7 separate regions of the Mus musculus genome follow, and all the other regions are linked to region 2. Evidence: chromatin contacts called from public HiChIP or PLAC-seq and promoter capture Hi-C data. All regions are on one chromosome and are shown on one strand. Each heading gives the region's core, a stretch centred on a gene start, on an enhancer-like site or on the middle of the called end of the contact. The rest is flanking DNA. Distances are from core to core; before and after follow the strand shown.

Region 1 (3,612 bases), core at 137-2,636, 1.4 Mb before region 2:
AGTACCTTTACTGGCCAATCCATCTCACTGACCCCTTTACTCAATTGTTTAAACAGGCGTTGAACTCACTCTGCAGCTCTCAGGCAGGCCTTCAACTTTCTTTTCTTTTTTTTTTTTTTTTCTTCGAGACAGCGTTTCTCTTTATAGCCCTGGCTGTCCTGGAACTCACTTTGTAGACCAGGCTGCCCTCGAACTCAGAAATCTGCCTGCCTCTGCCTGTGCTGGGATTAAAGGCATGCGCCACCACGCCCGGCGCCTTCAACTTTTAATCATCCTACCTGGACCTCTCAGGTAACTAGGATAATAGGCGCTTTTGGAAAGATTCCCTTTTGCTCCCCTAGAAACTGCAGGGAACCCAGGCCACATATCACCCTCCCAGCTCACAGCTGTCAGTTCCAGCCTTGGGAGTAAGGAGTGTGGTGGGGCAAGCCAACATTAGACTGCTACACAAGCCAATGCCTCCCGGAGTAGGGCGTGTAGCTGCCCTCATATCTCCCACACTGCCTGGCTATCAAAGTTAAATCCGGATCCCCTGCCTGAGACCCCCTCATTAGGCTGTCAGAGCTGAAGCCACACGCCCCCACACCCAGCCCTGGGACTATTTCGGGACACAGAGCTGCGATCAGTCTAGAGAGCTGTGATCAGGAGAGCTGTCATCAGGAAACCTGAAGGACAGGACACAGAGCATGCATACCCGAGGTCCTGAAGAAGTTATGTCTTACTGATAAGGCTCTAGGTGGGAGCCCTTCATGTTGGGATAGGATTCTCAAACGCAGGATGGGGGAAAGAGCTAGATGATGGCAGGACAAGGGGTCCTTGAATCATCACACACACACACACACACACACACCTCCCCAAACATACAGAACCAAGTCCGCTTAGAAAAGACAGGGCAGTTTCCTACAGGAAAAACCGCTGGGCGGTTCCATCCGCTGCTATTGTCAGTAGGTCCGGGGAGTGGGGGACATCCGTTCCTCCCTCCAACACCGTTTCCGTACCATCCGCCCACTCCACCCCACTGCAAGAAACCCATTCCCAGGTCTTCAAGCCAACTCTGGGGAAGGGTCCCCTAAGGCATCTAGGAGACTAAAATGCGCACAAGTTCCTCTGGTTAGGTCCTGGATGGCCATGTGGTGGCGATCTGCCTAATAATCTAGGGTCCCCCCTCTCCGGTCGGCTTTAAACCACCTGAGGCTCCCAATGTCCAAATGGTCACCATTACAGGACACGGCGCCCACCCCGTTGCAACGCACAGAACCCATAGAAGGGGGCTAAAAGCATCACACCCCTCCCGGACACTTGGGTCCACTGTTCCCCTCCAGGACTCGCGTGGTTGACTTTACCTGAATGAGAAGCCCCGGCAGCGCCCGCACCGCACCCGAGCCCGCCCCCTCGAAGCTCCGCACGGGTTATCAAGGCTTTCACCCCTAACTGACGGCTTTTTCAGCCAACCAGAGCACGAATCTAACCGAACTATCCAATTGTAAGACAGAGTGAGCCATCTGGGCGGGGGCAGGGTGGGGACCCGCCTGAGGGCGGGCCTACAGTAGAATCTGAGAAGATCAGAGCAGGGCAGTGGGATGCTGCTCAGCCAGCTACCTCTAAATCCTGCCTGGTTCAGGAGTAAGAAAAGAGGTTTCATTCACAGGACAGTAGGGAGCTACAGGAAAAATCTAAGCAAACTATTCTAATGGGATTTATATAACGAGTTTAATTCCTACTGTCTTGTTGAAGTCGTAAGAGCCTGGATCTTGTCCACCGCAGGAACTTTGCATATATTGTGCCACTTTAAGAAATATTATCTGGGGGCTGGTGAGATGGCTCAGTGGGTAAGAGCACCCGACTGCTCTTCCGAAGGTCCGGAGTTCAAATCCCAGCAACCACATGGTGGCTCACAACCATCTGTAACAAGATCTGATGCCCTCTTCTGGAGTGTCTGAAGACAGCTACAGTGTACTTACATATAATAAATAAATAAATCTTTAAAAAAAAAAAAAAAAAAAAAGAAATATTATCTATATGTGATACTTTCCTATATTTCTAAGTGTTCAATCTATGTGCCCCTGAAATCTATGTGCCACAAGAAAACAAAACAAAAAACAAACAGAATCCTTAGCACAGCCTTTCCCTAGTCATTATCATTGCCATAGCAATGGTTTATTAACTAAATAGCAATTTTCATTAGTAGAAAGGCAAGGTTACTATCATCACCCCTACTAGACATTTTAGGATCAGGAAACTTTTTATCCACTGCCTCAGGCATACACTAGTTACTTAATAAATGTCTGCTCTACTGGAGATATCTAACTCAATGGTACAGAACTTGTCTAGCGCACCTATCACAATAGATAGGTAGGAAGACAGACAGACAGAGACAGATAGACAGATGAAAATAATGTAAATATAATAGACACATACAGGTGTACTTATAAACATACTGAGATTATAGATCAAAAAATTGTCACAGAAATAAATTAAAATTACATTTGTGAAGGTCAGTGAGATGACTTAGCATGTAAAGGTTCTTGCTGCCAAACTTGACGATCTGTGTTTCATCCCTAGGACCATGTAATGCAAAGAAAGACCCAACTCCTACAAGTTGTCTTCAGATCTCCATAGTGTGCTATATACATCAACCTATGCACATACATACCATATATCAATAAAACTTTTTAGCTGGGCAGTGGTGGTGCACACCTTTAATCCCAGCACTTGGGAGGCAGAGACAGGCAGATTTCTGAGTTTGAGACCAGCCTGGACCACAGAGTGAGTTCCAGGACAGCCAGTGCTATACAGAGAAACCCTGTCTAGAAGAAAGAAAAAAAAAAAGTTTTAAAAGTACATTTAACAACAACAACAACAGAAAAAGCAGAGGCAGGTGGATTTCTGAGTTCCAGGACAGCCTGAGCTATACAGAGAAACTCTGTCTAGAAGAAAGAAAAAAAAAAAAGTTTTAAAAGTACATTTAACAACAACAACAAAAAAAGCAGAGGCAGGTGGATTTCTGAGTTCGAGGCCAGCCTGGTCTACAGAGTGAGTTCCAGGACAACCAGGGCTACACAGAGAAACCCTGTCTCGAAAAAAAAAAAAAAAAAAAAGTACATTTAAACATTTAACTTTAACCCATTTGGAGTTATGATCTGATCAAAAGCTACTACAATTTGCTTGTTTGTTTTTTCCTCCTAACATAACTAGCTGATTTTGTGTCAGGCAAGGGAATCACTGAGATCTCTGCGCCTTGTTCAAGCCAAGGTTCTGTGAAGGAGTAATGAGTACTCTGAAAAAGAGATGCAAGACCCTCATCTGTACTGAATGGAGAATTTAGGGTTTAGGGGAAACGTTGTGGAAGGCAGCTTTCAAGGTGACACTTAAAAGGAGGATACTCCAGGCAAAGATAAGAAGTATAAAACTCCCTCACTGGGACCTTGAACTAGATATGTCAGCAAGAAATAAGTTGGCGGGATACCAGGGAGGTTTGTTTGTTCCCAGTTTTGGGCAAGGGGTTGGGTTTTTAGTTTGTTTTAGTTTTTGTGGGAACTAAAAGGGGTAGGTGAAGCGGGGAAGGGAGGATAGCCCACGTCCGGCCAGAGTTCCTCCTTTGCTCTGGGCAGG
Region 2 (3,372 bases), core at 589-3,088:
GGGTGCAGAGGACAGTATGTTGTCATGGTAACAGAGCCCCTCCCTAGACGCTAAGGTCCTGCGGCTCCTTTAAGGGTGACCTGCTTGGCCACTCCCAATATGGCGGCGCGCCCGTTGGATTCCCCACCCCACCCCCAAAGTGGCACAAGGGGGGGCAGACCTCCTCATCATGGCGGCGCGGCGGGGCTGTCGCGCTGAGGTCACGTCGGCACGCCGGGGGGGAGGGGCGGGGCGGTGGGGGGGGGAGCGATTTAAAGGGACAATGTCCCCCGAGCTGTGGAGGCAGCGGTGGCTGCGGAGGCCGTGGCACCGGCACCAAGAGGGGCAGCAGCTGTAGTGGCAGCGACGGCCCTATGAAGTAGGGGAGTTCCCGGCCAGCGACTACGCCTCCCCCGGTGAGGCTCGACCCAGCCCGGGAAGCTCGCGGACGGGGCGGAGCTGGAGCAGGGAGGGGAGGCCTGGGCCCGGTCGGGCCGGGCGGGACCCCCTGGGGCGGGGGAGGGGCGGGGCCTGCAGGGGCGGGGCCTGCAGGGGGCGGGGCTGTACAGGTGGGGGGAGGATCGGGGGTCTCGAGGCAGGTGTCTCCCCCCCCACCTCAGCTCGTCCCGCGGGGTCTCCCGCCCCGAGGTGCACGGGCGAAGGGCGCATCCTGGGGACCCTGGCTTCCCCGCAGGGTGCGTCCGCGCAGCGCCGCCCCTACCTCTGCGACCCCTGCGGGAGGTGGGGTAGGGAACGACCATCTGGACTGGAGCCCCCTCCCCAAGCTGCCAAAGTGCTCCGAAGTTGCGGTCCTGCCCGATCCCCGCCAGCAGTGCCTACCCGAGTGGGCACCCGCAGGTGCTTTCTCCAGGCCTGGGCAGGGACCCCTCCAGCCAAGACTGTCAACCCACCCTGTGTAGGGCCCCCCGGGAGCGCCCAGGCCCTCGAGGGCAACGCCTGCTACCAGGCCTGGAGCCCCGGCCCCGCCCCGGTTGCCTGGGCCGGGCCTCACCACCATCTCCCTGGGGAGAGCGCCTCATTCCTGCCCTTCACTTTCTGCTCTACCTTGAAGGTATTTATAGGTGGAGAGGACAATCGCCCTCCTCCCCCCCAGGGTCCTTATTTCTGAAACAGGAGCCCCATCGGTCCTTTTCATCCTCGGGCCAGAACAACCAATATCGGTGGAGGATGCAAGCAATACTATTGGAAGGTGGCAGGGTGGAGGAGCCCAGGCTTGGTATGCATGAGAGATCATGCTAAGAGAAGGGAAAGGGTTAATGGTGGGGTCACTTGAGCGTGTGGAGAGGCTAAGGGGTTAATAACCCTACATTCCTGGGTAGGGAGAAGGATGTGAATGTTGGAAAAGTGTAGGGGTAATTGATACGGGGCAACAGAAGTGAGTAAAGTATAAGGGCAAAGATGGGGGCCCTCGAGACCCTGCACTGGGGAGAGAGCGGGGACCCTGGAAACTGGAGGCATGGCTGTAGGTTATGCAGTCACAGGAAAGCAGCTGGACACGGTGAAGCTGTGAGTGAGCCATGGGAGGAATAGGTGGAGGTGGAAGGAGTGATGAGGGAGGGCTGAGGTGACTGAATGTGCGTGTGTAACTGTGGTGAATGGAGGCTGTGAAGAAGCTGGGGAAAGAGAACGCTTTAGTGTACTGAGACTCGCTCCCAGTAGAGGTGATTGGATTATAATAGGAGTGAATGGAACCTCAACACCACTTAACCCCTCACTTCAACTAAGAGACAAACTGAGGCCATAGGCTTTGAAGGAGAGGACTAGGGTTCTGAGAGAGGGGAGAACAAACAGAATTCTCTTCTTACTCTCTTAAGGTCTTCCTTGTCTTTGTCTCCAGGCCCACAATGTCCTGCTGAACCTGCCAGGTACTGAGTGAAGATTCACGGCTGGCACCCATGGAGGGGTTACTGGCAGGTGGCCTGGCTGCCCCGGATCATCCTCGAGGCCCCGCTCCAAGAGAGGACATCGAGAGTGGGGCTGAGGCTGCTGAGGGGGAAGGTGATATCTTTCCATCTTCTCATTACCTGCCAATCACCAAAGAAGGCCCTCGAGACATTCTGGATGGCAGAAGTGGCATTTCTGGTAAGAGGGCTCTGTGGCCCTAAAGAAGCTTCCCACTTGGTCCCCCAGGCCCAGAGAGAGTCAGGTCACCCCACCCAGCAGGGGCTGAGTTGCAATTGGAATTCTGTTCGATGCACATAGCCTCCTTTAGTGCTCCACGTACCGCTTTTCAGTTTGCCCTTATGAAAACAGATGTCTTGGGAGCCCATGACTGGATGTAAGAAACTGGGATTCATACTTGTAGTGTCCTGGCTTTCCTCTCTAAGCTGGACACCAGCTGTATCCAAATCCCATGTCAGTACCCTGAGCTCTTTGCCCAAAGCCCACTTGTTCCTTCTTGCAGTCTTGATGGAGTGGAGCTCCTGAGCGAGTGCCCTCTAGTGGTAAGGTAAAGTCTGGGGAGATTCGAGTTGCCTCTTTCCATCTTGATTTACCCCATACAAGGCTAGCTCACACTGTCCCCACCTCACAATTTGTTGTTCGTTTATTAAACACTGAGCACCTGCTGTGCCACTTTCTGTTCTGGGTGCTGGGGAAATAATCATAAAGAGACAAAAGTCCCTGTCCTCCAGGGGTTGGCATTCCAGAAGGGAAGGTGGACAAGGAACGACTGAGCAGATGTCATAAGGGCAGGTTATGCAGGCTATGCAGATATTAAACTGAGTGCCAGGACCATGGCTGGGCGCTCCAGGAAAAGCCACCTGACACAGTGGTGTTTGAGGCACAGCACAGAATGAGTGGTGGGACGTGCCCAGCAGGTGGCGGGACAGCATGGGCAAAGGCCCTGCAGAGGGGAGGAGCCTGGTATGTTTAAGGACTTAACAGGAATCTGGTGTGGCTGGTCCCCCAAAACTTGGCCTTCTAATAAATTCCGAGCACCTCTTCTGTGGTTCCTACATGCCAAGTTCTTTGTCTTCTCAATTCACATCATACTTAGAACCTTTGTCGGAAGAGCCTCCGTTATTTAGTATCTCATGTTAGGAATGGGAAATTCAAAACCCTGAGGGGTGAAGTCAGTAGTGTGGCCTTACACCCCTCTTCCTTCTTTGTTTTATTCTGTTCTTTATAGAACTGGGGATTGCACGTAGGCCCTTGCACATACTCTGCAAAAGCTGTTCCATTGAGTTCTGCCCCAGCCCTCCTCTTTAGTTTTTTGGGTTTTTTGTTTTTTGGTTTGTTTGGTTTTTTTGTTTGTTTGTTTGGTTGGTTGGTTGGTTTTTTTTTTTTTTTTTTTTTTTTTTTTTTTTTTTTTTTTTTGAGACAGGGTTTCTGTGTAGTCCTGGCTGTCCTGGAACTCACTTTGTAGACCAG
Region 3 (3,792 bases), core at 1,283-3,782, 1.5 Mb before region 2:
AGAGGTCTAGCCTCAGCACCCTGAGGGGACTGAGGTTCAGACAGGGCCACTCACCCTGTGGTCCTCTCTAGCTCACCGGGAGGATGAGATTCAAGGGCTTCCAGCCTGGGGATGAGGAGAGGGTCTACCTTGTGGCTTTTCCAGCCCCCGCTGGTGCTGGGGGTGCTCAAAGGGAATCCAGGAGCCTCCTAACCCTTGGCCCCTGACCTGTCAGCCACAAGCCCAAACAGGGCAGGAGTGGAGGTGAAGGCCCGGTGGGTGGCCAGCAAGGCCGGAGTGAACATCATGTCAGCCCCTGCTGTCCTGGCATCCAAGAGGTGTCTGACCAGGGCCTCCAGAGTGCCAGCGCGGAGCCGTCGGGAGGAGCGAGGTGGAGGCAAGGGAGCCTGGAGAACATGGAGGGTGTCTCACCGACGGGCCTCCTCAATCTGACTGCTAGACATCTGGGATAATCCAGATCTAGCTTATTTCTGCCCCGGTTCAGAAATGGCTTAAATCACACAACACAGAACTACCTTCACACTACCAGAACTTCTTCAACCTAATGTTCCGGAAAATAAATAAATAAATATTAAATTAAAAACCGAGAGGCAAGACCTCAAAGTCGTGATCTCACCAAGGGGTCAAGAGGCCTGTACTGGCGGCTTGTGACAGTAAAGGTCGCACCATCCTCCTCCTCGTCCCAGACTGACACAGAAGCCTGGAGGAGCAAGAAGAGGAAGTGAGTTCCACAGCACCTCCAGTCCCCAGCCATTGTCCCCAGGCCCTGTTCCTCCCTCTGCACCCCTCACCTGTGATGGCGGGGGACAATACCAGCGAGTGCGAGGGGTAGAGGGTACTGGTGACCCCAGGTCTACCCCACCCTGGGGCTCAGACAGCCCCCCCGGCCACCTCAGAGCTCGGTGGGATGGAAGAGGTTGCAGTGAGGGTTTCAACTGAATGCAGGAACCCCTCTTCTGGCCACCTCCAACCCCCCTTGTCCCACAGCTGAGCCCAACGCAGAAAAGCAGGGCGCAAAGTCAGGAGCAGAGCGCGCCCGAAGAGGCACAAAGCCAAAGGAAGAGAGACCTGAAGCAGAGAGAAGCTGAAACTTCACAAGGCCCGCCCTCCCTGACAGAACCAGAGGAGCCCAAATTTAGTCCTTCCGCAGAGACTCCTTTTCCCCAGGTCCCCAATACAGCTTCCACTTAATCTCAGCACTGGGGACCCCCTGAAGGTGGCGGCTCCAATCCCAGTTACAAGAAGGGGAAGTAAGGATGATGGGGGGGGGGGGCGGTAGACTCAGAGTCATGTGGCCCTAGCCCCTCCCCCGACCGATCCCGAAAAACCAGCCTTGCTAGTCACCCTAACTTTACCAATGTCGGGGCCCAGGAGTCTGGATCCTCGGGCTCCGAATCTAACTTCTGGACCCTCCTGAATCCCTAAATCTTGCTGCGGACTACATCCTATCAGTCTCTTTGGACGAAGATGACCACGCTCTACCTATCCCGGGATCATCTCTCCAGGTGCCGGAACCTCTTGGCTTGCTGCCCTCTATTGAGCACCAGGGGGTGGGGGAAGAGGCGGCGAAATCTGAGGGTTCCCTCCCCAATCCTAGAGTCTGAGGAGCTGGTTACTGTGGAAACAAACCCCTCCCAGCCAAACAAAAAACGAGGAGGGAGACAGGGACCAAGATACAACTGCCCAGTGGCACCCGTCTAAGCAGGTATGGGCAAAGAGGGCCTGAGCCCCGCAGGCACAGTCAGCCCGTCTGCCAGCCAGCCATTCTGGTTCCGGCAGGTTCCTACGGGCAGGTTCCGAGCAGACAGACAGGGCGAACTTCATAGACACCAGGACCCGCAGCCAGGGGACAGATATCCAGAGAGAGTGTGGCGGGCGGGATGCGAGTGAGGCGGGGAGGAAGAGACCGAGGGACCCAGAGACACCGAAAGGAGGAGAGTCTCAGAAATATTTAATGCCCTGCCTCCCGCCACCCGCGTCTCACCTCTTCTTCTTCCTCATCCTCTTCCTCCTGCCCCCCGCCCACGGCCCGGCCACCTGGGTCCCCACCCTCTTCGGGGTCCCGGCTCCGGAAGCTGCTCAGCACGACTCCCCCGGGGGGGGTCGTGTCCAAAAGCAGCCGCAGGGGCCGCGGGAGCATGGCCGAGAGAAGCAATCAGCGGGGTCGGGCCATGGGGGCGCCTGGGGAGAGACGGGTGGGATTGGGTGGAGTCAGACGGGCGTGGGGGAGACGGACAAGAAGGGACCTAGGTGGGAGTCCCTGAGGAAGGCTGGGGGAGGGAGATACGGGAGTGGGGAAACCCAAGCCCTCGGTGCTTGCTTGGGACTTGGGGGCTAACTAGTGCGGAATGGGCAGGGTCACCCGGTGCTCCGGCTCTGACCTGCTCGGGAAGGGCGAGGGCTGCGCGCGGGTCCCGGGCCTCTGTTCTTGTCGGTCTCTGGCCCTCTACCGAGTCCCCTCCCCGGCTTTTCCGCGATGCCCCCCTCCTGCACCCCGCCGGGCTCCCGGGCCCTCCCGCCCTTTCCGCTTCCCCCCTCCCCGCGTCCGCCCGACAGCAGGAGCCAAAAAGGGAAGGAAGTGAGGACAGGAGCCAGGGAGAGCGACTAGGGGAGTGCTGGACGCCAGGGGCTGGGACGCAGGCTGCAGGTGCACTACTCCGCTGTCCCTTGCAGCCCCACTCGGTGGCTCTGAAGCCCGCGTCTCGCAGCAGACACGCTGGAGACCAGGGTCCTGTCTCAAGCCTCCACAGGAAGGCAAACACGGAATTTTAAGTCACTTTTTCTAACCAGAGCGGCGCTGCAACTGCCGAGGAAAGTGCCCTAGCAGTGGCGCGACCCCGTTACTGCAGCTCGAGAATGACACTGCCGCCCCGGCACGAGTGCAACGGAGCGAATCCGCGCCGGGTTTTCTGTGCCGCCCTTATGCCCGCCCACTCGCGGGGAGGGGGCGGAAGCCGGCTAGTGCGGCGCTTCCGGTTCCACTCGGGTCCGTCGCTCCGGGCGTCCGGCTCTCACCGTGCGCCCGAGCGCGCGCGGTTCCCACGGTGGCTATGTCGTCTCCCGGGTGCGAGACGAGGACCGGGAGGTGACCGAGGTTGGCTGTGCTTGGAAACGGGAGAATGAGAGGCCCGCATGGAAACTCGGAAAGACTTTATTAGCTCACGAGGACCGGCGAACAGGAGAGGACGAACCACACGGGGACATTCGTAAAGGGCCGAGACCCACCAGGCCCGGAGATGGTAAAGGTGGACCAGGCAAAAGAAAAGCTGTGGTAGGAATGGAGAGCTGGAGAGGTAGGCTTTAGTCCGCGAGGGAGACACATGGACCTTTCCGTCTCTAGACTACTGCTGTGGGCTGTCCCTGAGGTCTCTAGAATCTTAAGATGCTATGAAGACCTTTCGTCCTAATCCCCTGGCCAGTGGTTCTCAACCTTCTTAACATTAACGCAGTTCAAGTTGTAAAATTATTTTCTTTGCTACTTCGTAACTGCCTTTACTACTGTTGTGAATCCTAATGTCTGGTATTTCCGATGGACTTAAAGGGGGTTGTGAGCCACAGGTTATGAACCCGCCTCTCTGGCGCATACACTGGTTCTTCTCAACCCTGGGACTCTACGCATGTGTGTTCTTATATTTAGTTCTCTCAACAAAGCCCCGCCAAGTAACCCCGACTGACCTGAAACTCCCTATTTGTAGATCAGGCTGGCATGGAAATGTCAGAGATCCACTGCCTCTGCCTCCCGACTGTGGGCATCAAATGAGTGTGGCGCTAAGTCTCGCTTTTTTCTCATCT
Region 4 (3,296 bases), core at 233-2,732, 1.4 Mb before region 2:
GTGGTTGCTGGGAATTAACTCAGGACCTTTGGAAGAGCAGTCAGTACTCTTAACTGCTGAACCATCTCTCCAGCCTGCTTTTTAAATGTTTAAATGACTGTTTTAAATTGTGTGCATGTGTGTGAGTGCCTGAGGAGGTCAAAGTCACCATAGCTCCTGGAGCTGGAATTATAGGTGACTGTGAGCTGTTGGACTTAGATCCCCTGCAAAAGATGTAAATGCTCTTAACTGGTAAGATAGATTTCCAGTTCCTCCTGGCTTTTTTAGTTGTTGTTGTTGTTGTTTTGTGACAAGGTCTTCTTCCTGGATGGCCTGGAACTTCACTATGTAGACCAGGCTGACCTCAAACTCACAGAGCTTCCTCCAATTGCTTCTTGCTCTGCAGTGCTGGGAGTTAAAGTATGCATAACTATGAATTGTTTTTGTTTTGTTTTGAAACAAGGTCTTGCTGTTTCAGCGTTGACTGGTCTGTAACTTACTATGTAGAGCAGGCTAGCTTGTAGCTTGTACTATTCCCCTGTGTCCTGCGTGATGGGTTTACAGGTGCGTGCCACCAGTTTTGTTGTTGCTGTTGTTGTTTGGAGACCTGGCTCAGAGTAGCCCAGGCTCTCTTAAACTCACTTGTGTAGCTCAAGATGAATTCCACACTCTTCTGCTCCATGCCCCAAGAGCTGGGATGACAGGTCTGTCCTCAGACACTGATCCTCCTTTAACGCAGGTAAATTCCTGGACACCAAGACCCCTGGTGGTGGAGGACAGGCAACAGGAGGAAGCCTAGGGTTGCAATCTCTACAATGTAGACAGAAATCCCAGCTATTGACTATTTGGCCAGGAAGAGGTGACTAATTGAACAAGGGTGTTAGTGATCCTCACAAACACATCTGCAATGACGAATGCTTGAGCTGGAAAGAGCGTGGGAGCCAGAAAGGTGGTGGAAGTGAGAGTGGGGGCAGGGGTTCCGCCTGGTCTGTGGATTAAAGATCTCAGGAAGCCTCTAAGAGGCAGAGAGCAAGGTTCTGTAATCCCCCACTTGCCATCTGAACTCAGCCTACCAGGGAGAGAACTTTCTGCCACGTAACTCTGCCCTACTTTGCTTTTGACTTGAGAAGGGGTCAGTCAAGAAGGCATCCACGTAGCGGGAAGGGGAAAAAAAAAAAAGAAGGCATCTACGTCCTGATTTGTACGCCCTTTCCTCCATTGAACCGGGCTGGGATGCGGGCTAGGGCTGGGAATTTCCGGCCTTAGGATGAACCATGCAGTGCACAGACAGTCACGTCGCTTATTAGGTCGCAAGGAAGGCGAAGCAGCCATCCCCAAGAACTCTTCATACACACACACACACACACACACACACACACACACACACACGCCACACACACACACTCGTAACTACAAAGCCTGTGGCATTGCACCCTAAAACTTGGCCACTCGCTCCGCCCCCGGGCCCCGCCTCCAATGCTCTCCCTCCCACTCCCACACCCGCTTTATAAAGTGGGGCTTTAGGTGCAACCGTGAAACGCTTATGAGCTACGGGCTCCAGATCTTCTTCTGCACCAGAGCAAGTCTAAGTCTGAGCCGGCTCCCCCAGAACTCCAGCTGCTGGGTCTTGAACTCCTGCGTTCCGGAGTCCTAGCGTTGCTGCACCCAAGGCCACCCCCAGAATCATGCGCTGCGCTCCGACAGCAGGCGCTGCCCTGGTGCTATGCGCGGCTACTGCGGGGCTTTTGAGCGCGCAAGGGCGCCCTGCACAGCCAGAGCCACCGCGCTTTGCATCCTGGGACGAGATGAACTTGCTGGCTCACGGGCTGCTACAGCTCGGCCATGGGCTGCGCGAACACGTGGAGCGCACCCGTGGGCAGCTGGGCGCGCTGGAGCGCCGCATGGCTGCCTGTGGTAACGCTTGTCAGGGGCCCAAGGGAAAAGATGCACCCTTCAAAGACTCCGAGGATAGAGTCCCTGAAGGCCAGACTCCTGAGACTCTGCAGAGTTTGCAGGTAGGCGCATCTACTAGGACTCTGACTCTACTTAGACTAACGAGTCTAGTACTCCAGGACCTGGGTGGAGAAGGGCCTCAGAGCAGACTGTGAAAGGGTAGAAGGGAGGGTGAATAAGAGGAGGTTGCCGACATAAAGCCAGGTCTTCACTAGCCTTGCATATCTTCAGACTCAGCTCAAGGCTCAAAACAGCAAGATCCAGCAATTGTTCCAGAAGGTGGCCCAGCAGCAGAGATACCTATCAAAGCAGAATCTGAGAATACAGAATCTTCAGAGCCAGGTAATTACCCCAGCAATTGGCCCAAATGGGAAAGAGGAAACAAAGTGGGGGTGAAATGTAGTGATGAAATGTGGCTAAGCAGTTGTTATGGCATGAGTCAAAAGATCTAACCACCCGTTTCCTGCCCGGTCTTAGATAGACCTCTTGGCCCCCACGCACCTAGACAATGGAGTAGACAAGACTTCGAGGGGAAAGAGGCTTCCCAAGATGACCCAGCTCATTGGCTTGACTCCCAACGCCACCCACTTACACAGTGAGTATCTCTGGTCTTTGCTGTCATCTGGCAACTCCCCAACCACCCCACTTGCCATTCCAATCCTTAGCCTTCTTGTCAGGTCCACCTTAATAGGAAAGAAAGAGATTCTGGCCTTGGGTTCCTGTGGGCTCACTAGGCTCTCATCAAGGGTATTTTTATATATTGCACCCTCTTCACTTATGATCCTGCTTGGCCAGACCACCCCACCATTCTTTCCCAGCAAGAATCTTCCCAAAATCTTATTAGCCGTTAACCAGAACAAGTAGAGGAAGGCAGATCATAAGGAGCTAAAGTTTCAGGGGTTCTGGGAGATGGTGGTGTAGCTCAGGGACATCATGCAAAGGAATCCAGGGCTGTGTGTGGATGTGTGTGCGTTCCCGAGGTTTGGAACCCTCCAACATCTCTTGATGTAACTATAAAAGGGAAAACCAGAGTAAGCACACCCCCACCCCGGCTCCTAGACTAGACACATCCTCTTACATCTTACAGATACAGATCCTTTGTCCTGTATGCTTCCATCCAGTCACATACACATATATACATAACAGTTTCGATCACAATTTCTAGGTCTTAGATTGTGGATGTCCATGCCCAATACTTTGTTTCAAATTGAAGTGTGTGTGGAGCTACGCAGTGCGGGATGGGCGGGTGGGGGATGGGGGGCACAGAGTCAGAGGCTCCCAGTTCCAACCCTGAGTTCATGCCTATTCGTTCACCCTTCTTGACATCTGTGGCTCTCCACAGCCAACTAGGTGAAAGTTTGGAT
Region 5 (3,656 bases), core at 1,071-3,570, 1.6 Mb before region 2:
TAAAGGCGTGCACCACCACGCCGGGCAGATTTCTGTATTAATTAAGAAGTGTCTTCTGCTCACTCAAGGTGAGAATTTGAATATTTGGAAGCATATAGGCATGTGCTGGACCAGAAGTGCTTGCTGCCCTTATCTGTGAGGCAGTCTAGTACTGTCTGAATCCCAGTCCCTCCAAACTGCTTTAAGTGTTAGGAGTCGGTTCTTTATAATTTAAGTTAGTGCTTAAGTCAGAAGGCAAGGTGGGCGTGGGGCCACACTTTGTAGCTGAGCATAGGTCCCTTGCCTTGTCACCATAACCAACCTGGCATCATGCACCTTTAGAACTCACAGCTTGACAGTAAAACAGGCTCAAGAAAAGTAAAAAATTATATGGAGGCTGAGGTGAGGGTTGTGAAGGTTTTTGGCCTGCATGTCTGTGCATACTGTGCCTCTGGAGGCCAAAAGAGTGACTTAGATCCTCTCTCATTGGGAGTTCGAGTTATGAATGAGTGCTTGGTATATAGTCCAGGTCCTGGAAGAGCAGCCAGTGCACTGAGCCATTTCTCTAGCTCATTCAATGACACTTCCCCCTCCCCGCTAATTCTGGTAGTCACAAAGTCACACCCACTCTTGGGGCTCAAAAAACCTGTTAAAGGTTTGACTTTGTTCATCTGTGCTGCTTTTGTTGAGTTTGTGACACATGTCCAGTGTGGCCCGAACAGCGTTCCCTTCAGTTAGTAGGCAGGCTTTGTCTCTGGAAAGTGATCTGAAAAATGACAGGATCTCTAACTTAGGCTGGCCATAGCAGTCCCGAGTTCAGGGAGCTGGGATAACATCTGCACAGCCCCTCTGCTTTTGAGTAATAGGGTGTGTGTGAGGGGGCTGGAGAGGTGGCTTGGCTGTTAGAGCATTAGCTGCTCTTCCAGAGGATCCAGGTTCAATGACCCAACACTCAACAACCATTAACTCCAGTTCCAGAACATCAGCGCCTTCTGGCCTCTGGTCAGTGTGCCACAGACACACAGACATACAATGCAGGCAAACATAAGACACAAATAGACTGGGCTAGAGAGAGAATCCAGCTGTTAAAAGCTATGACTTCTTCCAGAGGCTCCCAGTGACCACATGGTGGCTCACAACCATCTGTAATGGATTCTGATACCCTCTGGTATCTCTGAAAACTCTGTACTCAGATCTTTAAAAACAAAAGTCTAATAGCCCAAACTTTTGACCTCAGGGCGTGGGGCGGAGATATGCTCATGTGGTGTTGAGGAAAGCAGACATCGACCTCACCAAGAGGGCTGGAGAACTCACGGAGGATGAGGTGGAGCGAGTGATCACCATCATGCAGAACCCACGACAGTACAAGATCCCAGACTGGTTCCTGAACAGACAGAAGGATGTGAAGGATGGGAAGTACAGCCAGGTGTGTTAGGGGACTGGTGGACACGGGTTGTCCGTTAAAACTGGGTGCAGAATCAGGAGATAAAGTTGTCTCCCCTGTCTCAAAATCTAGGTTCTGGCCAACGGTCTAGACAACAAGCTGCGTGAGGACCTGGAGAGGCTGAAGAAAATTCGAGCCCATAGAGGGCTGCGCCACTTTTGGGGGTAAGTGGGTGATGAGGCTTAAGCTGCCCACTCCCAATCAGGCTGCACAGTCCACCGGCTCGCCTCCTGCTGCTCTGTGACCTGTATCTTTTTCTTCTGCAGCCTTCGTGTCCGCGGTCAGCACACCAAGACCACTGGCCGCAGGGGCCGAACTGTGGGTGTATCCAAGAAGAAATGAGTCTCTGGGCCTTTGCTGTTAATAAATAGTTTATATACCTATGACCTCCGTCTCAGTTTGTCTTCCATCTGATAGTACTTAATGCCACAGCGATCCTGAGCTCTGGTAGTTTAATCTGGCTGCAGGTGCCTTCTGGGTACAGTGCTCTTGGTGCACTTGAACGGAAATGTCCCTCATAGGCTCCTGCTGGTGTTTGCTCCTCCCTTTCTGTTGGGTGTTCACAAGGAGACTGCCTTAGGTGCAGCAAACTGGGCGGCAACCACTGTTAAAGGTGGGGCAGCCGGTGTTGAAAACCTCCAGGGGAAGCTTGGGCAGGCTTCAATTGAGTCTCCTGCCGTAGCCGTGCTAAGCTGTTGTGAAGTGGCTACAGCTCCGCCAGATGCTGCTGCTCGGGTGAGTTAACAGCAGATGCTGGCTGCTCTAGAAAAGCAGCCTGGTATTCCGCGTGCTTTACAGTAGGGACGGACCGGGAAGGGCTGGACCTATGTGAAATGCACGCCGCTTGTCGGCTTCCGGCCTAGAGAGGCATGATGGGAAGGTGCGGGGAGGGGCGGGATGGAGCGGAGTTCCGCGTGCACGCTAGCTAGGGAAACGAAGCCTTCCGGGGCCAGCTGTGGTGGGCCAGGGCCGCATTGCACGACAGCATCTGGAGAACAGCATCTGTGATGCGCCAGAGCCCCGCGCATGGGTCACCGCGTCTCCTCAGCAGCAGCTGGTTAAAGCCGTCCTCCCACCTCCCCACGCTCTAACAGCTGTGCCCACAGGTCTCTGCGGCACGCCATGCCCCTCAGCCTCTTCCGGCGCGTCCTCCTGGCGGTCCTACTACTGGTGATCATCTGGACCCTGTTTGGACCTTCAGGCTTGGGGGAGGAGCTGCTGAGCCTGTCCCTGGCATCCCTGCTGCCGGCCCCAGCCTCGCCAGGACCGCCCCTCGCCCTGCCCCGCCTCTTGATTTCTAACTCTCATGCCTGTGGTGGCTCCGGACCCCCTCCCTTCCTGCTCATCCTGGTGTGTACGGCCCCGGAGCACCTGAACCAGAGAAACGCCATTCGGGCATCTTGGGGTGCCATCCGCGAAGCCCGGGGTTTCAGAGTGCAGACGCTCTTCCTCCTGGGAAAACCTAGAAGACAGCAGCTTGCTGACCTGTCCTCAGAGTCAGCAGCACACAGGGATATCTTGCAGGCCTCCTTCCAGGATTCCTACCGCAACCTCACCCTCAAGACCCTCAGTGGACTGAACTGGGTGAACAAATACTGTCCTATGGCCCGCTACATCCTCAAGACGGATGATGACGTGTATGTCAACGTCCCAGAGCTGGTGTCAGAGCTGATACAAAGAGGGGGGCCTTCGGAGCAATGGCAGAAGGGCAAAGAGGCCCAGGAAGAGACAACAGCTATCCATGAAGAGCACAGAGGCCAGGCAGTGCCCCTTCTGTATTTAGGCAGGGTGCACTGGAGGGTGAGACCCACTCGGACACCAGAGTCCCGGCACCATGTGTCAGAAGAACTGTGGCCGGAAAACTGGGGTCCTTTTCCACCCTATGCCTCGGGCACAGGATATGTACTGTCCATCTCTGCTGTGCAGCTCATCCTGAAGGTGGCCAGCCGGGCCCCACCTCTACCTCTAGAGGATGTCTTTGTGGGAGTAAGTGCAAGGCGAGGGGGCCTTGCCCCCACACACTGTGTCAAATTGGCTGGTGCTACCCACTACCCCTTGGATCGGTGCTGTTACGGGAAGTTCCTGCTGACATCCCACAAGGTGGATCCCTGGCAAATGCAGGAAGCTTGGAAGCTGGTGAGCGGCATGAATGGGGAGAGGACTGCACCCTTTTGCTCCTGGCTCCAGGGATTTCTGGGTACCTTGAGGTGCCGGTTCATAGCCTGGTTCAGTA
Region 6 (3,418 bases), core at 468-2,967, 1.6 Mb before region 2:
GGTATGAGGCCTTCATGGGGAGGAGGACAGGAAAACAGAACCCAGGTTGTAATGAGAAAGTGAGGGGCTCCTGCAGCCTGCAGAGCAGACATCCCTTCTTTAGACCAGGGACAGAAGTGGGTGCCTACATCCCCACCCATGCACCTGTCCCAATGCCTCTGCCCCTCTCAGGAGGTCTTTTCATGTAACTGCCTGATGGAAGCCGGACTCTGCTCACTCCCCCACCACTGCCTGGCCCTCCTGCTGATGAGGACGCTAAGTTCCCAGGCTACAAAAGAGATGGCAGTGTGTGGCTCAGGCATGCTGAATATGGAAGGCAGGGGTGCTTGTGACCCTAATAAATTCCAAATCCTCTTCCCTGCCACCTCCGGTTCTTCTTGTGTCCAAGCCCTCAGACCCTTCCCCACCTCCCCCTCTCTCCCCTTTCCAGGGATTGTTCCCTTTCACTGCCTGGTCTCCCAGGGCAACCCCCGCCGCCGGGTGTGAGAGGAAAGAGTGTATGTCACTGTGTATGCGTGACACTCTGGGTCTTTTCAGAGGGAGGGGATTCTGCCCCCACCCCCTCTCATTGGTTCTGCAGCACCAGTCACCCACCCCCATTCCCCGAGTTCCTTATGGACCCCAAGGGTGATTTGTTCTTGGCCCCATCCTGGTGTCCAGTCTGGCCTTGGAAGGGGGTCTTGGAACAGGTGGCCCTCCCCCACCCCTCCTTTCTCTTTTCCCCTCCCTTCTCTCCACCTTACAATAGCTGCAGCCGGCCTGGGGTCGGATGGGGGGGATTAGGGGAGGGGGCCAGGATTAGGGGAATGGACTAGCCGATGAAAGGGGCTGGAGGAGAGCAGAAGGAGGGGGCTGGGAGGAGGAGGAAGGGGAGGGGGTCCTTGCTAATCGACTCTGGTGCCCACATAAGGACTGGCCACGGACTGAAGGAGAGAACAGGGAAGTAGGGGGTAACTGGGTTGGGGGGCGAGGGGACCCACTGCTAACTTGTCCCAGAGATAGGACACCCCCTGGCAGCCGCTGCACAGGCTGGCGGGGGGGACGAATACCCATCACGGTCTCTTCCTCTGTGCCCCTTATTCCCGACTCTGAACCGGCTCTCAACCGGTATGGCCCTGCTCCTTCTCCTTCTCTCTCCTTCTCGTCCGCTTCCTTCACTCCGAGTCCCGGAGTGGCTTTGCCTACTTTCCCACGCCAGACATTCACTCGTGTGCTCCCCGACTCCCCCCAGGGGCCCGCCCCATCTGGTGTCCCCGCTTCCGCGCGGCGTCTCTATCCCCGGTGCCTCCGATGCGCTTCTCTCCCCGTCCCGGGCCGCGGCTCCTGATTGTCCAAACGCAATTCTCGAGTCTCTGGCTCCGGCCGAGAGTTGCGTCTGGACGTCCCGAGCCGCCGCCCCCAAACCTCGAGGGGGAGAGGCCGGGCGGAGCGCGGGACGGTCCCCGGACACCCGGGACCCCGCCGCAGCCCTAGGATCTCAGGGCGCGCACCCAGCAGCAGAGGTGCAGCTGCGGCCGGCTTTCCGGGGTTCTCAGGCCCGGCTTGAGAGAAGTTGGGGATCAGCGCCACGGAGGGGATCCTCCGCCCTCGGGCTCTCCACATGCACCAGCACCCACCGGGCCGGCTCACCGCGCGCCCGGCGGGGGAGGGGGAACCCGGTTCCACGGCGCGCGTGGCGCGCGAGGGCGGTGACGTCTCCGTCGCGGGGTGGGATACAGGGAGGGCGGAAGTGACGTCGAGCCTCGGCGCCCAGGCCATGGCGGCGGTGGCGGTGGCAGCAAGGGTTGCGGCGTGAGTGGCAGCTGCGGACCGAGCGGACCAGGGCAGCGGAGCCCCGGGGTTCCTGGGGAGAGGCCCGCAGCAGGGCAGCGCGAAGGCCGGAGCTGGGTGAGGGGCCGCGGGGCGCACGCCCAGGGTCAGGGGGCGGGGTCTGCAGAGGGGCGGCCCCGACAGCGTCTCCCCCCACCCCCTTCCGCAGACCTCTCTCAGCGGAGCCCCGCTTGGAGGGGGAGGGTCTGTGCCCCGTCACCATGACGACGCCGGCGAATGCACAGAATGCCAGCAAAACGTGGGAACTGAGTCTCTATGAGCTGCACCGGACCCCGCAGGTGACAGGGATCTTCCAGCCCCAGCTTACCCCCTCCCACCAGCCCTCTCCCTCCCTGCCACACTACTCTTGGCCCGACTCTGTCTTTGAATCACCTTTTATCTTCTCAAAGCACTAAAACACCTACCTCATTTGATCCGATTTAACCCCTCAAAGTGGCCATGGCAGCGAGGTACAGCAGATATCACCGTTTTAATTGAAGCACGGTAAACAGAACTTACCGTCCCGGCCCTGTCCCATCTCAACAGCCACATGTCAATGTACACATATATATATTCATCCTGCGAGCTTAAATATAATTCCCTCTCCAGTTTTCTGACTCACGTGCGCTGGGACGACATCGGAATCTGTTTGACAGACACCCTGAACTTCTAGTCTAGGTAGTCTTGCTCTTTAGAGTTTTAAGAAAGCCTGTTGAGGCCGGATGTGATGGCGAAGGCCTTTAACCCCAGCACTCCTGAAGCCAGGACAGGTGGATCTCTTAAGTTTGAGGTCAGCCTGCTTAGAGGCCTGCCAGGAATACATGCATATGGAGACCCTGTCTTGAAAACAGCAAACAAAAAATGAAGAAGTCTTGTAGCATAAATATCCTCCAACCCATAGATCTGTGCCATTCCCAGCCCTAGTCCTCTCAACAAACCCTGGCCTTTCTGTTTCAAAACTCCTTGTAAATGGGCCCTCATCCCTTCTGTTCTGGTAATCTCCAAGTCATTGGTCTCCTCCATCCCAGAATTCCCATCAGTTTGGTCAGCATGGCTGTCCAGGTTCTTACCTTTCTCAAAGCTTGCCTCTAAAGTCCCCTTCCCCCAACCCACTGCCACCTTCTGATGACCCAGGAAGCCATCATGGATGGTACAGAGATTGCGGTTTCGCCTCGGTCACTGCATTCTGAGCTCATGTGTCCCATCTGCCTGGACATGCTGAAGAACACAATGACCACCAAGGAGTGCCTGCATAGGTTCTGCTCGGACTGCATCGTCACCGCCCTGCGGAGCGGGTAACAGGAGGGACATGTTTGCCATGGGGCCAGGCGGGTCAGCCTGGGCATCCATGATGGGAGTTGGCCCTACAGAGCTCCCTTCCTCCCACACCCAGGAACAAGGAGTGCCCTACCTGCCGGAAAAAGCTGGTATCCAAGCGGTCCCTACGGCCGGACCCCAACTTCGACGCCCTGATCTCCAAAATCTACCCTAGCCGGGAGGAATACGAGGCCCATCAGGACCGGGTGCTCATCCGCCTCAGCCGCCTGCACAACCAGCAGGCGCTGAGCTCCAGTATCGAGGAAGGGCTCCGGATGCAGGCCATGCACAG
Region 7 (3,760 bases), core at 419-2,918, 1.4 Mb before region 2:
AGAAGACCCAGGTTTGATTCCCAGTGCCCACATGGTGGATCACAACTGTCTATTACTCCAGTTAAGGATCCAACATCATCTCTGACCTCTATGGGCACTGCAAACACATAGTGCACAACATGCAAACATAACACACATACACATAAATAAAATTAAGCTGCATTGCTGTTCCTTACTATTCTCCCAATCTCTTAATATCTGTTAAACAAAGACTTCATGGCCCAAATGAGCCACATAATCTCAGGAATACACAAGCAGAGAAAGAAAATGAAATCAGAGAGGTAAATTTTTAAAAAAAGATTTTATTTATTTATTTTATATATGTGACGAGTACACTGTATCTGTCTTCAGACAAACCAGAAGAGGGCATCAGATCCCATTACAGATGGTTGTGAGCCACCATGTGCTTGGAATTGAACTCAGGACCTCTGGAAGAGCAGTCAGTCTCTTAACCACTGAGCCATCTCTCCAGCCCCCGAGAGGTAACTTCCAAGTTACCAGTGTACAAGAGAATCATAAGTTCAAAGTTGGCTAGCACGAGGTGGCGTGTTTAGCGGCGCAGAGCCAGGTGGATCTCTCAGTGTTAAATATCAGGTTCTAGGCAGGGAGACCCTGTGCTCCAAATAAAACAGAACAAGAAAAAAAGAAGTTAGTTCAAAGTAAATATGTATTGTTATCATTCCTTCTAGGCTCCCAGTTACCTGGCAATAGCTAGGTATGACTAACTCACTAGAAAAGGGGCTGTTTGCCCCCCTCCTCTCTTATCCTACACTCTGCCCCTTCTCCCTGGCCGGCCTCTCCTCTTCTCTCTCCACCCCCCTCCTTGCCACTCTCTCTCCCTTTCTCTATCTCTACTCCCTCTTCAATATGAAGCTAGTCAGGGTAACTTGAGGCCTCGTCTCAACAAACAAACAAACAAACAAACAAACAAGCAAACAAACAAAATCAAGCTGGGTGGTGGTGGCCAATGCCTCTAATCCCAGCACTTGGGAGGCAGAGACAGGCAGCTCTCTGTGTTCAAGGCCAGCCTGGTCTATACAGGGCAAGTTCCAGATGGCCAGGGCTACATGGTGCGACCCTGTCACAAAAAAAAAAAAAAAAAAAAAAAAAAAAAACAATAAAGAAAAAAGAAAATCAGACAGGTATAGTCTGATCCATATCACCAATTCCAGTCTAGCTAGGGTTTCATAGTGAAAAACCTGTCTTAAAAAAAGAAAAGAAAAAATATGAGTAATGGTGAAAGCAGAAAACAAGAGAACTTTTTGAGAAGAGGAACAAATAAAAAAGCCTAGGATCCCCATTTGTTTTGGAGGTACTGACATAAGCTTTGTATTTAAACAAAGAACTGGGGAACTGCAACCCAGAGAAGGCACCCCCAATCAACGAACATACGCCCGGAAATGGTCATTTATGGGGCTAGAATAAGAGGTCGGAGGAGACCCACTGATCTATGATGTCATCAGGACGTTAAAGTCCGTAACGTCACCTAGAGGTAGCTCAATTTCCCTTCCCCTACAGGTTCGCTGGAAGGCCCAGTCTGAGTTCAGTCTCTCATTGGTTACGCACTCTGTCAATCCACTTCATTGTTCAAGTGTTCCGTCCCGCCTTCCCCCATCTGCTTTTGATAGGCTGCTGAATCTGTCATTTCAAAAAGGTCCGCATTCCTTCCGCCTTTCTCCGGGAGACCGAGGGCTAGAAGGGTGGATCCCAGGAGGCTCCTACCCCCCGAGCTCGGTTTCTCAGCCTGATTGGCTTGTCCAGGTGCCTGTCACTACCGCTTTCACCGTTGACTGGCCTTTAGACCGCCGCTCTACGCGGCGCCGGTTCCGCCCCCGACGGGTGTTTGTGGTGGGGCTGCGGAGTCGCCGATCCCGCCGGAAGCGCCAGGACAATGGGGACCCGGGACGACGAGTACGATTACCTATTCAAAGGTGCGCCTTGTGGGGTACAGACAGGCGAGGTGGCGGTAGCGACTGGAGGGCCGAAGCCGTGCTACAGGAACAGAGAGCTCAGGGTGGAGGCCCGGACTTCAACGGGGCCTATCCGGGCTGGGAGTCGGAGGAAGCCGGGGCAAGTGGAGTTCGCTAGGCTTCGGGCCCTAGTACGCAGTGGTGAGGAAAGGGAGGCTCGGCGAGGCCTACGGACCCCGGATGCGCCGGGGCGGGGCCGGGGCCTTGGGGGGGTGGGGCCCGAGGTGGTAGGAGAGGCCGTTGGGGCGGGGCGTCCCGAGGGGCGGGGCTTTCCTGGGTTTGGCGGGCGGACTGCGTTGAAAGCAGGATTGTAGCTGGTGTTAAGGCGAAGGAGAAGGTTGTGGGCGTGCCCACAAAGCCTGATTGGTGTGAGCCTTCTAGGACTGACTGACACACCCGGGGCCTACCTTGGAGTGGAGCCTGGATCATGTGCAGGAACCCTATATTATGGTGCTTTGGAATTGGGTAGATTGGGGCCTGTCTGTCGACTAGTTCAAACTCTTGATATTCATGGAGAAGTGATTCAGTTGGTAGCATTCCTAGCAGCAGCATGCTCAAAGCCCTGGATTTTATCACTAACACCGCCTTGGTGATGGTGCAGGCCTGTAGTCGCAACACTTGGGAGGCAGAGGTAGGAAGATCAAAAGTGCAGAGGCCAGGCTGGATTACTGGAACCCTTTCTCAAAGGAAAAAAAGAAAAACCACACATGGACAACGTTAAATGCAGTACCTGTACTATTCTGAAACTTTTTAATAATGGTCCCTTTTACTCCTCCTTATTAGTTTATACAGCCCATATTATCCAGGAAACAGGCCAGTAGTGGTGCACACCTGCAATCCCAGTACTCAGAGTTGGAGGTAGGAGGATGTACTGGCTAGTTTTGTGTCAACTTGACACAGCTGGAGTTACCACAGAGAAAGGAGCTTCAGTTGAGGAAATGCCTCCATAAGATCCAACCGTAAGACATTTTCTCAATTAGTGATCAAGGAGGAAAGGCCCCTTGTAAGTAGGACCATCTCTGGGCTGGCAGCCTTGGGTTTTATCAGAGAGCAGGCTGAGCAAGCCAGGGGAAAGCAAGCCAGTAAAGAACATCCCTCCATGGCCTCTGCACCAGCTCCTGCTTTCTGACCTGCTTGAGTTCCAGTCCTGACTTCCTTGGGTGATGAACAGCAGTATGGAAGTGTAAGCCGAACAAACTCTTTCCTCCCCAGCTTGCTTCTTGGTCATGATGTTTGTGCAGGAATAGAAACCCTGACTTAAGACAGGATTTCTTTGCAGTTCAGAGCCAATCTGGGATGGTGAGGTAGCGTAGGTATTTGTGTACACTGCCAGGCCTGATGACCTGAGTTCAATCTTGGGACCTTCATGGTGGAAGAGAGTCTGCAAATTGTCTTCTGCCCGTCACAGGTACTCCACATCACATATAGAGATAAACTGAAAAAAAATCGTGTAATTTAGCAGAGTGTGGTGTCACACACCTTTAATCCCAGCTTCAGGAAGCAGAGACAGACAGAGCTCCATGAGTTCAAGGCAAGCCTGGTCTACATAAACGGGTGAGGTGGGAGTGGCAAGTCAACAGAATGAGATTTTTCTTGTATTTTTTTTTTTTTTTTCGAGACAGGGTTTCTCTGTGTAGTCCTGGCACTCACTTTGTAGACCAGGCTGGCCTCGAACTCACAGATCCGCCTGCCTCTGCCTCCCAAGTGCTGGGATTAAAGGCATGTGCCACCACGCCCGGCTTCTTTTAAATTTTTTAAAAGCTAACTTAGGTTACACATCCATAGTATGT

What was found. Promoter capture Hi-C pulls out the DNA fragments that hold promoters and counts their contacts. HiChIP or PLAC-seq counts read pairs in DNA pulled down with a chosen protein or histone mark.
Region 1: a contact with region 2 is called in a promoter capture Hi-C map of hippocampal neurons, with 5 times the contacts expected there. The contact joins the promoter of Kank3 here to the promoter of Wiz in region 2. A contact is called at or near these places in 5 of 39 promoter capture datasets (the 3T3-L1 cell line, HPC-7-derived erythroid cells, cranial neural crest and 2 more) and 6 of 115 datasets of contacts at active chromatin or transcription factors (astrocytes, embryonic forebrain, embryonic stem cells and 3 more).
Region 3: an HNF4G HiChIP or PLAC-seq map of pancreatic cancer cells shows a contact between it and region 2. The contact joins the promoter of Rgl2 here to the promoter of Wiz in region 2. A contact is called at or near these places in 9 of 39 promoter capture datasets (the HPC-7 cell line, cranial neural crest, embryonic stem cells and 6 more) and 5 of 115 datasets of contacts at active chromatin or transcription factors (embryonic hindbrain, embryonic limb bud, embryonic midbrain and 2 more).
Region 4: a contact with region 2 is called in an HNF4G HiChIP or PLAC-seq map of pancreatic cancer cells. The contact joins the promoter of Angptl4 here to the promoter of Wiz in region 2. A contact is called at or near these places in 5 of 39 promoter capture datasets (cranial neural crest, frontonasal cranial neural crest, hippocampal neurons and 2 more), 2 of 115 datasets of contacts at active chromatin or transcription factors (astrocytes and pancreatic cancer cells) and 1 of 9 other capture datasets (embryonic stem cells).
Region 5: an HNF4G HiChIP or PLAC-seq map of pancreatic cancer cells shows a contact between it and region 2. The contact joins the promoter of B3galt4 here to the promoter of Wiz in region 2. A contact is called at or near these places in 1 of 39 promoter capture datasets (cranial neural crest) and 3 of 115 datasets of contacts at active chromatin or transcription factors (embryonic forebrain, embryonic limb bud and pancreatic cancer cells).
Region 6: a contact with region 2 is called in a promoter capture Hi-C map of hippocampal neurons, with 3 times the contacts expected there. The contact joins the promoter of Ring1 here to the promoter of Wiz in region 2. A contact is called at or near these places in 1 of 39 promoter capture datasets (hippocampal neurons) and 4 of 115 datasets of contacts at active chromatin or transcription factors (T-cell acute lymphoblastic leukemia, astrocytes, large pre-B cells and 1 more).
Region 7: a promoter capture Hi-C map of liver shows a contact between it and region 2, with 3 times the contacts expected there. The contact joins the promoter of Rab11b here to the promoter of Wiz in region 2. A contact is called at or near these places in 9 of 39 promoter capture datasets (3T3-L1-derived adipocytes, the HPC-7 cell line, HPC-7-derived erythroid cells and 6 more) and 1 of 484 Hi-C or Micro-C datasets (B cells).

What each region holds. Positions count from the first base shown.
Region 1 is chr17:33,808,297-33,811,908 of GRCm38.p6, reverse strand. Kank3 (KN motif and ankyrin repeat domains 3) reads right to left here and starts at 1,386. Exons shown (of 11, transcript NM_030697.3): 1 at 1,344-1,386.
Region 2 is chr17:32,386,283-32,389,654 of GRCm38.p6, reverse strand. Wiz (widely-interspaced zinc finger motifs) reads left to right here and starts at 1,838. Exons shown (of 11, transcript NM_001372227.1): 1 at 1,838-2,082. The coding sequence starts at 1,896.
Region 3 is chr17:33,928,634-33,932,425 of GRCm38.p6, reverse strand. It overlaps Rgl2 (ral guanine nucleotide dissociation stimulator-like 2), which reads right to left and starts at 2,532. Exons shown (of 18, transcript NM_009059.2): 1 at 2,382-2,532; 2 at 1,985-2,181; 3 at 617-700; 4 at 208-386; 5 at 55-105. The coding sequence starts at 2,140. It overlaps Tapbp (TAP binding protein), which reads right to left. Exons shown (of 8, transcript NM_009318.2): 8 at 3,136-3,792.
Region 4 is chr17:33,779,761-33,783,056 of GRCm38.p6, reverse strand. It overlaps Angptl4 (angiopoietin-like 4), which reads left to right and starts at 1,482. Exons shown (of 7, transcript NM_020581.2): 1 at 1,482-1,994; 2 at 2,164-2,274; 3 at 2,410-2,527. The coding sequence starts at 1,665.
Region 5 is chr17:33,950,152-33,953,807 of GRCm38.p6, reverse strand. It overlaps B3galt4 (UDP-Gal:betaGlcNAc beta 1,3-galactosyltransferase, polypeptide 4), which reads left to right and starts at 2,320. Exons shown (of 1, transcript NM_019420.2): 1 at 2,320-3,656. The coding sequence starts at 2,546. Rps18 (ribosomal protein S18) reads left to right here. Exons shown (of 5, transcript NM_011296.3): 3 at 1,217-1,405; 4 at 1,496-1,587; 5 at 1,690-1,810. The coding sequence ends at 1,765.
Region 6 is chr17:34,022,979-34,026,396 of GRCm38.p6, reverse strand. Ring1 (ring finger protein 1) reads left to right here and starts at 1,717. Exons shown (of 7, transcript NM_009066.3): 1 at 1,717-1,887; 2 at 1,979-2,108; 3 at 2,944-3,104; 4 at 3,203-3,418. The coding sequence starts at 2,031. It overlaps Mir219a-1 (microRNA 219a-1), which reads left to right and starts at 1,305; the gene lies at 1,305-1,414. Mir219c (microRNA 219c) reads right to left here and starts at 1,385; the gene lies at 1,326-1,385. H2-Ke6 (H2-K region expressed gene 6) reads left to right here. Exons shown (of 9, transcript NM_013543.2): 8 at 1; 9 at 172-364. The coding sequence ends at 188.
Region 7 is chr17:33,758,394-33,762,153 of GRCm38.p6, reverse strand. It overlaps Rab11b (RAB11B, member RAS oncogene family), which reads left to right and starts at 1,668. Exons shown (of 5, transcript NM_008997.3): 1 at 1,668-1,931. The coding sequence starts at 1,892. It overlaps Gm17251 (a long non-coding RNA gene), which reads right to left and starts at 2,296. Exons shown (of 2, transcript XR_003952408.1): 1 at 1,567-2,296; 2 at 287-612.